2 separate regions of the Sus scrofa genome follow, and region 1 is linked to region 2. A link is a contact called in public Hi-C data. All regions are on one chromosome and are shown on one strand. The core of a region is the stretch at or near the end of the contact, and the rest is flanking DNA. Distances in the headings are between cores, read along the strand shown. Region 1 overlaps LOC102160869 (atherin-like). Region 2 holds the start of LOC106506035 (undifferentiated embryonic cell transcription factor 1-like).

What was found. A called contact is a pair of places that touch in the nucleus more often than the background predicts.
Region 1: a contact with region 2 is called in a Hi-C map of embryonic fibroblasts, with 3 times the contacts expected there. The contact joins the enhancer-like site here to the promoter of LOC106506035 in region 2. A contact is called at or near these places in 10 of 47 Hi-C or Micro-C datasets (adipose tissue, alveolar macrophages, embryonic fibroblasts and 6 more) and 2 of 2 datasets of contacts at active chromatin or transcription factors (alveolar macrophages and skeletal muscle).

The regions. Positions count from the first base shown.
Region 1 is chr14:76,655,893-76,660,747 of Sscrofa11.1, reverse strand. LOC102160869 (atherin-like) reads left to right here. Exons shown (of 3, transcript XM_013983354.2): 2 at 4,165-4,213. Among named protein-coding and RNA genes, the nearest start is that of PLAU, 29 kb to the right of the region's middle. Within about 2 kb of position 1,352, at least 13 of the 83 cell types and tissues checked have an H3K27ac peak or open chromatin away from gene starts, as enhancers often do. A contact at or near this core is called in alveolar macrophages, embryonic fibroblasts and retroperitoneal adipose tissue, where this site is marked.
Region 2 is chr14:76,534,594-76,539,286 of Sscrofa11.1, reverse strand. LOC106506035 (undifferentiated embryonic cell transcription factor 1-like) reads left to right here and starts at 2,958. Exons shown (of 7, transcript XM_013983327.1): 1 at 2,958-3,003; 2 at 3,150-3,210; 3 at 3,837-3,872; 4 at 4,433-4,693. The coding sequence starts at 2,958. It overlaps CAMK2G (calcium/calmodulin dependent protein kinase II gamma), which reads left to right. Exons shown (of 21, transcript NM_214193.1): 20 at 1,345-1,589; 21 at 2,183-2,406. The coding sequence ends at 1,577. It overlaps NDST2 (bifunctional heparan sulfate N-deacetylase/N-sulfotransferase 2), which reads left to right and starts at 4,592. Exons shown (of 16, transcript XM_005671114.3): 1 at 4,592-4,693.

The DNA.
Region 1 (4,855 bases), core at 103-2,602, 120 kb before region 2:
CATTGTTTTCTCGTGAGTCTTCTCCACCAAACTGTGAGCTCCTTAAGAAGGAAACCTCCTAGCACTGTGTCAGGCTGATAGCAGTTGCTCAATAAATACTTACTGAATGAATGAATAAATCTTGAATAAAAAAGGAAGTGTGGAAATAGTGAAAAAGGAAATTAACACTTCATTATTAGTAATAAAAAATATATTCATATTACAAAATATTCGAGCAATGGAAGTAGAGATTTTCCCTAATCCATTCCATATGCAGATAGTCTTATAAGCAGTTTGTTGAGACCTTTTTCTATACATATACATATTTTTTCCAGGTTTTCTGAAGTTGTTATATCATGAATACTTTTTAAAAAATATTATTCGAGTGGAAGTTGAAAGAACAAGTCTCAGATTTGGTAAATAGGTCAGGGAATTTACTTTTCCACTCACCCCTCTGAAAACCTTAAAAAGCCCCTTATTTTATTCATTTCTGTATTCATTGTATTTATTATTTTTACTTTTTTTTTTTTTTTTTGCTCTTTATGGCCACACCAGTGGCATATGGAAGTTCCCAGGCTAGGGGTCGAATCAGAGCTACAACTGCTGGCCTACGGCACAGCCACAACAACACAGGATCTGAGCTGTGTCTGCGACCTACACCACAGTTCGCAGTAACACTGGATCTCTGACCCACTGAGTAAGGCCAGGTGTCAAAGTCGCATCCTCATGGATACTAGTCGGATTTGTTTCCTCTGTGCCACAATGGGAACTCCCATTTCTTCATTCATTTTAATTACAAAACCAACATCTGTACTCTGTAACAAGTTTAGACAATACAGAAATGTATAAATAAAAACATAGATGTCTTCTACATATATGTAGATGTATATGTGTATACACAACTTGAAAAAAGAAAAAGAATACTATGATCTGTGTGCTCTGTAACTTGCTTTTTTCACTCAATAGCTCACAAACATCTTTCTATATCAGTAAATATATATCTATCCCATTTTTTTTTTTTTTGCCACACCAACAACATGTGGAAGTCCCCAGGCCAGGGATCAGTCAAAGCCACACCACAGTAGTGACAATGCTGGATCCTTAGCCTGCTGAGCCCACCAGGGAGCTCCTACCCATTATTTTTCATGCTTGTATAGTATTCCATTGATTGAGGTAGCATGATTTAGATGTTTTCTAACCCTCTGCTGATACAATATACCCATTCAATAAATACTTATTGGGCACCAATATAAAGGATTAAATGAGAGTGTGGACCTTGAGTGTGGACACACAAATTGCCAGACCAGTACTTGATAGCACCCACAGCATCGAGGGTGGAACTGGAAAACATGACTCATGCCAGCTGCCTAGCAGTCTTCCTCCTACACAGGTCTTGCACTTCATTGACTAGAACAAAACAGGATCCAGGACCCACAGAGGGAGCTTCTGGAACGTGAGCTGGATGGAACAAGCACAGTTTTCTTTAGATGAACAAATTGGTTTTACAGAAACAGGAAATTTCTCTCATACTTTAAGTCCTAAAATAGAATAAATATGCCGAGATGCACAGGGATTTGGGGAATTTGGTTAACATCGTGAAGTAAATTTAATGGGTGTTTTGAATCTGACAATCTCAGCATGAGCTGTTACATACTTCTTGAAAAGGCTCATATTGAAAATCAGGGCATGGCCACAATCAAGGAATGTTCTCACAGTAATAGAATGGAGGGAGGAAAACACCTCTAAGCATTACCAGTCTCAAAGGTATAGGAAACAACACTTCCTGCTCTGTTGGGGAGACTATAAATCAGGCAGCCTAGAGAACCAAGCAGTCTAGCCCAACCTTCCTCTTTAGCCTCACTTCCAGATTTTCTCCCCAACACTGGGCCTGGTGTTCCTCCAGCTCAGCACACTGCCCACCTCAGGGCCTTCAACAGGCCTTCCCTTTGTCTGGAAGTCTCCTTCTCCTCTCATTATCTCCCACACCCGCAGTCTTCCTAGTCTATTCCTGTTTTTCCTTCAGTTCTCAGCTTGTTGGAGGCTGTCCCTGAACCCCCAGTCTAAATTAGGTTCCTCTGTCTTCATTTTCTGACAACCTGTTCTTTTCCTCCAAAGTCACCACATGGCAATAATATATTGCTTGTGTTGTTATTTCTGTAGTGGTAATGTCTTCTACTAGGAATGGTGTCTGATTTACTCATAGCCGAATTCCTAGAGTCTCATAAATGTCTACCACAAAGTAGTATCCAATAAATATTTGTTAAATAAATGAATGATTTTCATGAATGTGGTATCCTGGACCAGAAAAAGGTGTAAAAACTGGAAAACTCTGAATGATGTCTGAATTTAGGTGAATAGTACAGTACTAATGTTAATTTTTTAATTTGACAAATGAACAACTTTTAGGCGTAATATAAATTCAGCAGTCCCACTGAAAGAATCTCTCCCACAGAAGTAGCACAACTGCATAAGATAGAGGTGCAAGCCTCTTGTGGATACATTTGTATCAGCAGAAGTTTAGAAAATGTCTACACTATGGTATATTATTCAATGGAATACTATGTAAACACTCAAAGGAAAGACAAATTTATACGTTTACTACTATGAATAATGTTAAGCAGAGATGAATAGGTGGAATACAAAGGATTTTTAGAACAGTGAAATTACTCTGTATGATGTTAAAATGATGGATACATGTCATTATACATTTGTTAAAACCTGGAGAATGTACACCACCAAGAGTGAACCCTAACGTAAGGAGAATGTACACCACCAAGAGTGAACCCTAACATAAACCATGGACTTTGTGATGGTGATTTGTCAATGCAGGGCTATCAGTTGAAACAAATGTACCATTCTGGTGGAGGATGTTGATAGTGGGGGAGGCTGTGTGTGGATGGGGGTGGGAAATATATGGGAAATGTTTGTACCTTCCACTCAATTTTATTGTGATTTTTTTTTTGGCGGGGGGGGGGGGGTGGTGCATGCCTGAGGCATGCAAAAGTTCCCAGGCCAGGGACTGAACCTATGCCACAGCTGTGGCTTGAGCCACAGCAGTGACAACACCAGATCCTTAAGCCACTGAGCCACTGCAGAATTCCGGGAATTTTTTTAAAAAACTTAAGTTTTGAATAATTTTAAATTTGTAGAAAATTTGCAAAGATAATACAGGAAGTTCCTGTCTAAACTTCATTCAGCTTGCCCTAATATTAACACTTTATGTTACCCCTAAAAATGGTCCATTTGTCAAAATTAAGAAATTGACATTAGTACTGTACTATTCACCTAAATTCAGACATTATTCAGATTTTACCAGTTTTTGCATTTATATCCTTTTTCTGGCCCAGGATACCATACTGCTTTGGGACAAATGAGTTTCCACAAATTTAGTTTAGTTGCTCCTTTTCTTTCCCCACATGTAGTGCTAACCTGGGGTCAGAGTGCCTTCTTCATTTTTCTGCCTCCTTGCTTTCAGACCATTCATTTTCATTCCTTATGTGCTTCTCCATAGCCTGCCTTTAGGGATCCCTTAGATATGAGGGCTCCATAAAGATTCCTTTAGTCAGACAAATCTTGCTAACTGCCTACTCTCTGAGTAGACTGATTCCAGCCAGGGGTTTGTCCATCAGGAGACATCTCGCCCAGGACAAGAGTGAATCCATTGTGTTCTGGCTTCCCTCAGTGTGCATCATCCCTAAATCTCCTTTTCTTTCTTTTTCTTTTTTTCTTTTTTTTTTTTTTTTTTTTTTTTTTTGGCCATATATGGAGCATATAGAGTTCCCCGGCCAGGGATCAGATCTGAGTTGATGTTACGAACAATATCAGATCCCCAACCCATTCTGCCGGGCCAGAGATTAAACCTGTGTCCCAGCACTCCCACGATGCCACAGCGGGAACTTCTTCCCTATATTTTCCACCGTAATTCTCATCCCATGACTTTCCTGGACATGTCACCTGGAGGCCTAAGACTTTATCTGCTTTCTCACTCATATACTCCCTGTGCTACTTTAAAGTGCCTCCAGAATGTCTGAAGCATTTTGTGATGATCTTCATGCCTTCCTTTGAAATGTCTAACCAAATTTTATGTAACCACTAACTATTCCAATCATTAGGGGGAACTCCAGATGCCCTTATTCTTGACCATCTGCATGAAACTTTTTGACAGTGACTTTTTTTTTTTTCTAGCTAGAGTTGGACAAACCTCTTCAGTTCATGGTGCATTATTTCATCATTGGTAAGTAGATGCCCTCTTTAATTTCATCTTCCATTCATTCCCCTACCGATTAATTTTTCTCCCCATCCCATAAGGGGCAGTCATTATAATGTGTATAATGTATATTCTTGGGTATATAGGCATTCCTAAAAGATACATGGTGTTCTTTTGTGGATAGATGTGACTTCAGTCTACCCAAATATATTGTGCCATAGACCTTACTGTGTTTCTTTTTTACATGACACATGTTTTTAATACTGTTGTGTGCCTCTAAGTACCTCTGGTTCATTGTGTCTGGCAGCTGCACGGTACTTCCAAGCCTGCATCCACATGTTTCACTGTTCCATTTCTCCAGTGATGACACCCAGGTTTTCCTCTATACTCAATCCTCTGACAAATACATTTGTTTATATTCCCTTAGGGACCTGTTTGAGAGTTTTTCTGGGGCAGTGTACCCAAGAGTGGGATCACTGGCTCTTTGGGTAAAGCATATTTAAATTCATGAAATCAAGTCAAAAGGCTTCTAGAATGGTTCTACAAGTTTATACTCCTGCCAATAGTGGTTCCCTTTCTGCCACATCCTTGCTAACACTTGGTAAGTGATGTATGACTTGTCAAACTTTTGCCGATCTGATTGACACAGAATGATACCATGTTTTAGTT
Region 2 (4,693 bases), core at 1,709-4,208:
TGGGCTGTGTGCTTGCCTCCTTGTGCCCAGAGGATGGTCTTAAACTGTACCTTTGAAGGCCCTCCTCCAGCCCCGTGTGCCCCTCCATCCTGCAGCTGCCCCTCAGCAATGCCAGTTGCCATGATCAGGGTCACTGTATTGCTTTAAGACTCACCTCTTTCCAAGATGCTGGGAAACCATTTGTGGTTAGGTTGAGGTGATCTCAACGAGTCATGATGAAGCTCTGTGTCCGCAGGTTTTCACAATAGAGGAAATTAAAACCAGGATAAGAATGTGCAAGCGAGTAGCAGGGCACTGTGGGTGATCGTGAGATCAGAAGCTGTGGCTAGGGTCCTCCTCCTGGCCACGCAGGGAGACGGGAGGCCCAGCTGGGGCTGGGGTTTGGGGGGGTACCCTCTGGACAGTCCCTGCAAGTCCCAGAGGATAAAGAAGCTGACCCATCACCTCCCAGCTTTCTCTCCACTCTCTAAGACCATCCTCCTCCTCATTTTTTTCTCATCTTTTGCACTTTATTCTGGGCCTTCCCCATCCTGCCCTTTTATTTCCTCACTCTTTTCTCTACTAACTACCATCCTCTCCATGTCTCAGTTTCACCTAGGTTAGCTAAGTAATTGTTAGCCAGGAGCAATTCCAGAGTTTGTAGACGCTCCCTGGAAGGTCTCACGTAGCCCCTGACATTAGAATTGAACTGAAACGTGAATCTCAATATATGCAACACAAGGCACGGTGTTTGCTGGGATAATGCAATCCCTCTTCTTTTGGTTCCCCCACTAGAGAATCCTGGGAACCCTGGGGAATATACTGAGCTTGGTGCCTTAGTGATCTTTTTTAAACTTTGGACCTTTTAAAATCAGCAATCAGTTTTAACTATTTTAAGTTCTTGACTTTGCTCTACAGCCCTAATTATGGACAAACCAACCCTCATGAAAGCTCAACTCGCCTAACAGTAGAAAGATCATCATAGGCTTCCATTAAGATGGTCCTGAGTTCAAATATTGTGTGATTTGGGCAAATTACTTCACTTCCTTGAGCCTATTTCCTCATCTTATAATGAAGAAAATAATACTGACCAAGGAATATAGCTTATACGTGTAAACCCCCCAGCACAATGCCAGATTAAAATAGTAGCTGCTATTATCATTTTTCCCTACCTTTCTCTTCCTTTTGAATAACCAAGACTAATCTGATGGGATTTCCTGGCCTCTGGAAGGTATACAGGGGACTTGGAGACTCCACAATGGTTGCAAGAGAGAGACAGACTTGGGAAGTGCGGGCTGGGAGGAAAATGCCAGTGCCCAGGCCTGACACCCTCCTACCTACCCCACCCTACCCTGCTCCCTACAGTCTTATCCAAGAACAGCAAGCCCATCCACACCACCATCCTGAACCCGCATGTCCACGTGATCGGAGAGGACGCAGCTTGCATCGCCTATATCCGCCTCACCCAGTACATCGATGGGCAGGGTCGGCCTCGCACCAGCCAGTCGGAGGAGACCCGGGTCTGGCACCGCCGGGATGGCAAGTGGCTCAATGTCCACTACCACTGCTCAGGGGCCCCTGCCGCACCGCTGCAGTGAGCTCAGCCACAGGTGCACCTGGTTGGGGGGCACAGGGCGCTGGGACAAGTGGGGGCAGGGAAGGAAGAAGAGGGTGAGAGGAAGCACCTGGGGAGGATATATGGGCCATCCCAGAAAAGTAGCAAAGGCTGTGGACAGAGTGTGTGTGTGTGTGTGGGGGGGGGTGGATAATAAGTTATACTCTGAAATCAAACACACTTGGGTCTGACCCCATGCCTCCAAATGCAGTGACCTCAGACAGATTACTTCCTAAGCCTCACTTTCCTCGGGTGTCAAAAGAGGGAAGGAGTGGTGCCCCCCTCCTTCATTGCTGTGAGAATTAAATAAGATACAGCAATCATGAGACAATGTTATGTTTAAATACCAGCTTTCAGAGTTCCCTGGTGGCTCAGTTGGTTACGGCTCAGGTCATTGCTGTGGTGTAGGTTCAATCCCTGGCCACAGGTGTGGCAAAAAAAAAAGGAAAGAAAGTAAATACTAGCCTCTCCCCCATTCTCCACCTTCTCAGGTTCTCAGGCAGACTTAGCCAGGTGTGGCGTGTGTTTAAGTCTTGGGAACTCATCTGTGTCTGTATTGTCCTCTGTTCTGTTACCACGTCTTGACAGGGGCATAAGGAGATCCCAGCCGGAGGTCAAACCTTCGCAGCCAGTGGCTCTGGAGGGCCTGAGCGACAGTGGCAGTTCTGTTCGTTTGAGGTTTAAAACAATTAAATTACAAAGCGGCAGCAGCCAATGCACGCCCCTGCATGCAGCCCTCCCGCCCGCCCTTCGTGTCTGTCTCTGCTGTACCGAGGTGTTTTTTACATTTAAGGAAAAAAAAAAAAAAAAAAAAGATTGTTTTAAAAAAAAATGGGATCCATACCATGATGCGTTTTAAAACCACCGATAGCCCTTGGACTAGCAAGAAGGCAGGAGTTTGTGTGATGCCCATCCTGGCACAAGCACTGGGCTCACCCACCAGCCCTGAAGAGGTGAGCTCAACCTCTGGCCTCCATGGACTCGGGGGGCCAGGCAAAGACTGACAGAGCTTTGGGGGCTGTGATGTGATTGCAGCCCCTGAGGTGGCCTGCCCGCCCCAGGTCTAGGAATGGACTTCTTCAGAATTTGTATACGCACCTAGAATGAGGCTGATGAGAAGAACATCGTGGCCATCAGACCTACTTGGGAGAGAACTCAGAGCTCCCAGCCTGCTGTGGAGGCAGCTGAAAAGCAGTGGCCTCAGGACTGAGAAGCAGTGGCCCGGACGTTGCTGTACTGTACCATGTAGTGTAGAAGGGAAGAGAATTGGTGCTGCAGAAGTGTGTCCGCTACGAAGCTGATGAGAAACCTCGTGTTAGTCTGACATGCACTCACTTACTCATCCATTTCTATAGGATGCACAATGCACGTGGGCCCTGATATAGAGGCCCAATCCTTGCAGCTGGGAAGTGGGAGGGGTTGCCGCTTTGCTTCGTGTTTGTTTTCTTATAACTTAGCAAGGAGAGAGCCAGGCCTTGGTCTCGGCTCCCGCTGCTGCCCTTGGCAGTTCTGTTTCTGTGCTGATTCGGACCATCTTTGTCTTGCCTTTTCACAGTGGTGGTCCCTGTGCCGACCCTCATCTGGGCCTGGGCCCTCTGCCAAGTGGGATGGGAGGAGTAAGGCAGTGGGATTGAGTTGATGGTTGTTTCTATGCATTCAGGCTGCCCTCAGGGGTGCCTCCCTCCTTACTCTTCCCGTCCTGCACGCCCATCTCTTTTCCTGTCTTTGAGATTGACCTGACTACTCTGGCAAGAAGAGGAGGTGTCCTCTTTAAAGAGGCGTCTCTTTACTGACCACCTGAAGTACAGACTTATTGCTGGACAGTCTGCATGGGCATCACCCCCACCCTCACCTGCATGTACCCAAAAGAGATGTCCAGAGCCAAGGCTCCTACATTCATTGTCCCTCTCTGTGCTCAAGGAGTTCCATTCCAGGAGGGAAAAATTTATGCTTTAAGCAGACAGCAGAGAAGATAATGGAGGAGCAATTGGTCATGGCCTTGGTTCCCCCCAAAACAACTGTGCAGACCTGTCTGCACTATTGGGGGAAAAGATGGGTAGACCCTAGCTCCCCGGACTGCCTTAAGGAAGCACAGGAGCTGGGGGAAGAGGCAAAGCTACAGGTTTACCTTGGAGCCAGCTGAGAAGAGAGCAGACTTATAGGTGCTGGTGCTTGGATTTAGCCAGGCTCCTCGGAGCACCTCCTGCATGCCCCAGCCCCTGGGCCCCTTACTGCCCTGCAGCCTGCAGTACCAGCACGCAGACACCTTCACCACAGGGTTTGGTTTTGCTGGCTTGAAGACAAATGGTCTTAGAGTTCATTAAGACCCATAGCTTCATATGGCTGCTCCAGCCCCACTTCTTAAGCATTCTTACTCCTCTTCTGGGGCTAATGTCAGCATCTATAGACAATAGACTATTAAAAAAAAAAAACACCTTTTAAACAGGAAATGGAAGGCATTTGATGCAGAATTTTTGCATGACGACATAGAAATAATTTAAAAATAGTGTTTGTTCTGAATGTTGGTAGACCCTTCATAGCTTTGTTACAATGAAACCTTGAACTGAAGATATTTAATAAAATAACCTTTAAACAGTCCATGGTGTTACTGCTGTTGGAGGCTTAAGGCCAGAGGCTTAGATTTTAGCAGCCTGGGTTACAAGGTTTCAGGTGGAGAGATGTACTTTCTCCCACTCCTTTTGTGCCCATTTAAGAATTAATCTTCCTCATAAATTCATCAGCCTCCAATCAGTCCCCCCAGCCGCTGAAGCGAGTTTGGGGTGGAGGGAAGAACTTGGGCCCTTAGGGACTGAGCTCCGGGTCTCGCCCCGCCCCCAGGCCCCGCCGGCATCCAGGACCGACCCCGCCCCCCCGCCCCGTCCCTCAGTGGGCCGGCCCGGCTCCCCCCCTCAGCCGGGCGGAGTGGAAGAACCCGCACCCTCGGCCCGCCCCTGCACCCAGAGACGCGGCGCCCGACGCTCGCCAGACTGTGCCACCGCGCAGGGAGGAGGGGGGTGCCTCTGCCGGCGGCGCGCAGAGCCTGCTGTATCTAAGGCGGCGGCTCGGCCGAGCGCTGCGGAACACCGTTCGGCGGCCCCG